Regions from separate parts of the Anser cygnoides genome. Here region 2 is linked to region 1. A link is a contact called in public Hi-C data. All regions are on one chromosome and are shown on one strand. Each heading gives the region's core, a stretch centred on a gene start, on an enhancer-like site or on the middle of the called end of the contact. The rest is flanking DNA. Distances are from core to core; before and after follow the strand shown.

Evidence for each region. A called contact is a pair of places that touch in the nucleus more often than the background predicts.
Region 2: a Hi-C map of liver shows a contact between it and region 1, with 1.8 times the contacts expected there. The contact joins two enhancer-like sites. A contact is called at or near these places in 3 of 7 Hi-C or Micro-C datasets (fetal liver and liver).

Annotation. Positions count from the first base shown.
Region 1 is chr20:3,906,958-3,909,677 of Taihu_goose_T2T_genome, forward strand. No RefSeq gene overlaps it. Among named protein-coding and RNA genes, the nearest start is that of COL5A1, 100 kb to the left of the region's middle. Within about 2 kb of position 1,399, at least 2 of the 3 cell types and tissues checked have open chromatin away from gene starts, as enhancers often do. A contact at or near this core is called in fetal liver and liver, where this site is marked.
Region 2 is chr20:4,073,947-4,076,646 of Taihu_goose_T2T_genome, forward strand. It overlaps LOC136786689 (a long non-coding RNA gene), which reads right to left. Exons shown (of 2, transcript XR_010826064.1): 2 at 700-2,700. Among named protein-coding and RNA genes, the nearest start is that of WDR5, 36 kb to the right of the region's middle. Within about 2 kb of position 1,440, at least 2 of the 3 cell types and tissues checked have open chromatin away from gene starts, as enhancers often do. A contact at or near this core is called in fetal liver and liver, where this site is marked.

The DNA.
Region 1 (2,720 bases), core at 149-2,648:
AGCGCTTTGGAAATGAAAGACGCTCATTTTAGGCAATGCTCCCCTCCGAGCCTGTTATTAACCCTTTGTCATACTGCAAGGAAAAAAAAAAAAAAAAAAGGCGTTTGTATTCTGATGGAAAAATGAGGTCTAAATCCTCAAGACGCAGAGTTTTGTGCCGTGGCTTGTTGCTCTGCACACCTTGCTGCAGCAGGGGCTGTCAGAGGCAGGATGAGGTGGCTGCAGGGGTTCCCGAGGGGAGCTGCCGGGCTCCGGGGTCGGGGGGAGAGCCTCGTGGGGAGAGCAAACCCGAGGCTGCCCGGGGGGCTGCGGGGGCCGGGGAGCTGCTGCCGGGCGGGGGCAGCAGCCCTTTGTTCTTGGGCTGCTTGGTTTGGCATGGCACGGCTCAGCACGACATGGCACGGCGTGGTTTGGCGTGGCACTGCTTGGCATGGCATGGCACAGCTCTGTTCGGCATGGCATGGCACGGCACAGCACAGCTCAGAATGGCATGGCACGGCTCGGCACACCCCGAAGTCCCACCAGGGAAATGCCCAGAGCCCAGTTCCCACGTGCCAGGCCCGCAGTGAGGAGCACTGGGATGGGGAGCGCAGGGGGACCCGTGGAAATGTCACTGCTGCAGAAGGCCAAGGTGCCCTTTGCGGCAACAGCGCGGGGGGAAAGCTGCCCCCTGGGACCCCGACCCCGGCCTCGGGGCCAGCTGGGGTGAAAAGGCTGCTTGAGAGAGGTCAGGAGCAGAAAACTAACCTGCTTTTCTTTGGCAATTATGAAGTGACAAATTACCAGTGAAAGAGCTCATCTGTCTGTATTTATTTGTAGAGCCCCTCCTCGCTGCAAAGCCGAGGCATGGAGAGGACGGGGATCACAGCCGTTCTCTTAAGGATTTCAAAACAGTCTGCCGACACCTCACTCCATCTCTGTCAGCACTGGGGACGCGCAGAAATTAAGTGGCCAGCCTGGTGCCACCAAGCAGGATGCGGCTCCAAGAGTGTCTCCGCACCCCCCGGCACAGCATCGTCCATGCTGGACCCCCTTACGCACCCGGAGCACCAGGATGGTGTTTCGCAGGGGAAGCTGAAGCCCCCCCCGATCCTACACCTCTAAGAGCTCAGGGTTTAGGGAAATCTGGCATTAGGAGGTTTCTGATAAAAGAGCACTCTGGACCTCTTTGTATCTTCCTCCATGCTCCTCACGATGTGAGGGCCAATCCTGCACGTAGCCAGCCCTGCCACGCTGCAAAAGCCCCAAGCCATTGCATGTGTGAACCATTTCATTCCCTTACAACCACCTTCTCTTATCAAGGAATCAGGCACTTTGATCCCAGCTGGAGCTGGAGAAACAGCAACGAGTTCATGGTGCCACCCTCCTCCTCCTCCTGCTCCCTTTTCCCCCAGAGCAGGAGCTGGAGCCTGGGAAGGCGCCCAGCTTCCCGGGGGGGTGGCAGCAAACATGGCAAGGAAAGAAAAAGAACGGTGGGCAGCTTGGCTTGGCCTTGCCTTTTGTTATTAGCTGCTTTAAATATAGAAGTAAGCCCGATGTTCAAAGCAAAGCCGTGGGTGTTGAGCCCACGGGTGGTGGGGACCCAGCCAACCCGTGGTGCGAGGGCGAGCGTTGGCCACGGAGCCCAGTTTGCTCCACCCTGGGAGAAGGGGAAAAGAAAAAAAAAAAAACTCAGGAAGGGAGGTAAATATTTGCTCTCCAAACACAAACTGCTGCCTGGAGGTTAACAAGACAAATAACCAGCCTCTGGAACAGGAGCCATCCCATGCGCGAGTGCAGCCGGCCAGGCGAGCGGCTGCTGGGTGGCCAGGGCCTGTGGGTGCTCCCCGGTCCCCAGAGTCTCCAAAAATGAGCAGAGGGGCGGCACTCGGAGCTGGGGTGGCATCGGGCTGTGTCCCCACACCAGGGAGCAGCAGGCACCTGTGAGCCACCACCATCCTTTTTGCCCCCCCTCCCCTGCCCTCTGCCAGCCACGTCCCCGGCTTCCCAAATGAAAAAATATCGCGGCAAAGTTAGGAGCGCACAGATCGTCACTAACCAAATTGAAACACCCATTTTCCGTCTCTATTTCACCGGCTCTGTAGCCGTCGGGGAGGATTTATCTCCGCTGTAAACCCAAGAGCAAGTTCAATCTTGTTTGTACCTGGCAACGGATCCAGGTTAAGCCAAGGCCACCGCTCGCTGCTCCCCGTCATGAGCACGGTGCTGGGGGCTGGCGGCACCTCCCCGCACGGCAATGCTCCCACTCCAGAGGCACCAACTTGACACCGAGAGGCAAAGGGGCTGGAAAACGGCACGCTGTCCCCACGTGCGTGCCCGAGGGCAGCTTGTCACTGTGCTCTTGTCACCGTGGCGAGGTGCCCATGACCCCAGAAGCGCGCTGCTCCGTGCTGTGCCCTGTGTCCCGGTTTTTGGGATGCGTCCCAGGGTCGGAGCTCCCCCCCGCGCCCATGTCCCCAGTTAGAGCCACGGTGGCTCTGGCCCAGCCCAGCCCACGGTGTGTGGTGTGCCAAGGGTGGTCCTCGTATGTGAGACGGCCCGCGTCACCCCATCGTCACCAACCCACCAGAAAGCCCAGGGTCACCCCCGTGCGCCCAGCTGGCACAGTCCCTCTGGGGGGCTGGCTCCCGCAATGGCACTCATCACACAGCTGCTGTAAGTGGCACCGTCCCACTGTCACTAGTGGGTACAGCTCGAATTGTCAGAGGAATCAGAAATTC
Region 2 (2,700 bases), core at 190-2,689, 170 kb after region 1:
TAGGAACTGTACAAATACGTGCTGAGATAAAGGGCCCGCATGTGGGCACTTGTAGCTCAGAAAGGAAGATAACGGCTGGGAGAAAAGAACGATTGTCCTGGTTTACAAGAGGTTGCCAGTGGCTAGCTGAAGGTTGCACGAAGTGGCCACCGCTCCGAGTGTCCCGTGCCAGCGCATCAGCCACGGAGCAGCCAGGAGCCGAAATGGGTGAAAAATCCAAAATTCAGCAACGCTCTCTCAGAGTTGAGGACCTGACTCAAGCACAGGCTGGCTTGAACGGAGGCCAGGCTTCAGGAAAAGCAGCTCAGCCCATCCTGGAAACCCCAGGCAATGCCACCTAGAGCACGAGGAGGAGGAGGAAGAGGTGGAGGAGGCAGCCCCGAGCCGTGCGCGGCACAAAGGGAACCGCGCTGTGAGCCCAGCCTCGCTGCGGCCCCGTGGAAGCGGAGCTGCTCCCGGTGTTTAATGCTCTCCAGCGCGATTTCGTCTATAGAGATCAGTCAGGCTTTGATAAGATCATAGCAGGAGGACAGGAGGAAATTGCAGTCTTGCCCAATGCTTGATCTTACGCTGCTGAACTTGCTGTATCTGGGATATTATAGCCCAGCCTTAATAGCATCATATTAAGCTGAGACAATGCAGCCCTGTGACCTTGCAATGCTTGATAGCCATATGTGCTATTTTAATGAAAAATTGGGACTTAAGTAAATGGCCGCCTATCGGCAGAGGGCCACTAACAGGATCTCGCTCCCGAGCCCGGGCTGGGGGGGAGGGCAGGGGAAGGGAATTGGGATGTAATGGCCATAATCAGCCCCCGGCCAGTGACCTTCCGCCTCCTCCTGGTGCTCGCGGGGAGCCAGCCCCGGGGGACTGGAGCCAGGATGGGCATCTCCAGTCAGTGACAGACCCCGGAGGTGGCCCAGTGGCTGCTTCCACAGCACTCAGGTGTTTTAAGGCCACCAAAATCCCTTGCCTGTGCCAGCAGCCGCTGGCGAGCAAGGAGGTGGTGCTGCCTCACCGGCAGACACCCACCCCTGCAGCCGCGCACAGGGGTTTCCTACCCCAGCAAATTGAAACTGTAAATATTGATAGCCTTTTCTTCCAGGGCTTTTTAATGCCCTCTGATACTTAGAAACTATTAAGTGCACCCATCATTACTAACCTGCGAAGTAAATGCGTCCTAATGGGCAGGCGAGCTGCGCTCGCCCCAACAAATCATTTCTAATGAATAGCACCTGGCACATTCATCACCGTTAAATGCCAAAGCAAATCCATCTGCGTTAGCCGCTGAAAAGAGCCAGGCAGAGCTCGCACTCCTCTCCTCTCCAAGGTAGGGGAGGGCTTGGCTTGCAGCGTGTACGTGTGGCTGTTTCTAATCTCTCCCCGTTCCTGCAGCCAGGATCCTCGAGGCACGCCGCTCAATAGCCGGGCTGCTCCCGCACACAATGGCCAGAGGTCTCTCCGAGCGCCGTGGAAGGTTTTAAATAGAAACCAGCGCCTCTCCCTCACACGCACACAATGCTTTCCTGACCCTCTCCTGACCTCACCCTCAAATCTGGGGTTCACAGCCCCAGCCTTGAACCCGGCTCTGTTTTTTCATGTTTGGCCTCTCTATTTCCTGAGGTCAGGCAGCCCACCGCTCCATTAGCATGAAGCAACTCAGGGCTCATTTGCCAAAACTGACATCCTGGGAAAGTCCTGATGAATTTATGAATTAGAGGCTACAGATGCCAGTAAAAGAATTAAGGACTTATTTATTTATTTTTTTATTATTTGCAGGAAATCAGCTGGGATGCTGCTGTTTTCTTTTTTTTCTGAAAAGCGCCATCAGCCTTGAAGCTGCAAAGGCTGCGTCAGCAGCAGTTTGCTTTCAGGGAGGAAAAAACACATTTTTAAGGGTTTGTTGTTTTGTTTTTGAAAGGAAGGGCCGGGGGAAGAAAGTTGAGCGAGCGGACGAGCGCGGGAGCTGGCGCGGCACAGCGGCCCGGCGGGGCGAGGTGCTCTCACCTTTCAGCACGTAGCGCTTGCAACGCTGCAGAGAGAAGAGGTAAAATTTATATCCCATAAATCACATGTCAAGTGCCTGCAAGGAGAGGTCATTAAACAGATGTATGAGGCAAGAGACAAAGTCCATCCATTTTGGGAGACGCTCCCGGTGTCAGCAGCACTCCAGGAGCCTCCAGAGGCAGGTACCCGACCGGCACAGTAGAAGCTCCCCAGATAGTTTTATTTATTTCCTCCCCGATTTATTTGATTGCGTTTTCTTTATTTAAATATCTTGCTGGGCTTTCCCCTGCCAGAGCAGCCCAACAGAGGTGAGAGCGGAGGGTAGCAGCACATCAAACAGCTCGGGAGCACGGGCGGATGGAGTGATGGATGGAGGCCGGCCCACGATTAATAATCAAACCAGGAGCTTTTGCTGGGAGTCATGTGGAAAATGTGGCTTTGGAAACATTTGTCTTGGTCCCACAAACAACAAGTGGTGTTTCGCTCCCTTCCTTTGTTCCTCGCCCCCCCTTTCCTCCCTCCCTCTCTCCCTCTTTTGGCTTTTCATGCCCAGATCCGCTGATTAAAATCTTCTCCATCCTTTACCTGCTCCAAGTGGCTTCTGCGCTGCTTTGATTTATGCTTTGCTTATCTCAGGCTTCAGTGCAAAAATAATGACCAGATAATAAAGAGCACCGAGGAGCTTTTCAAATG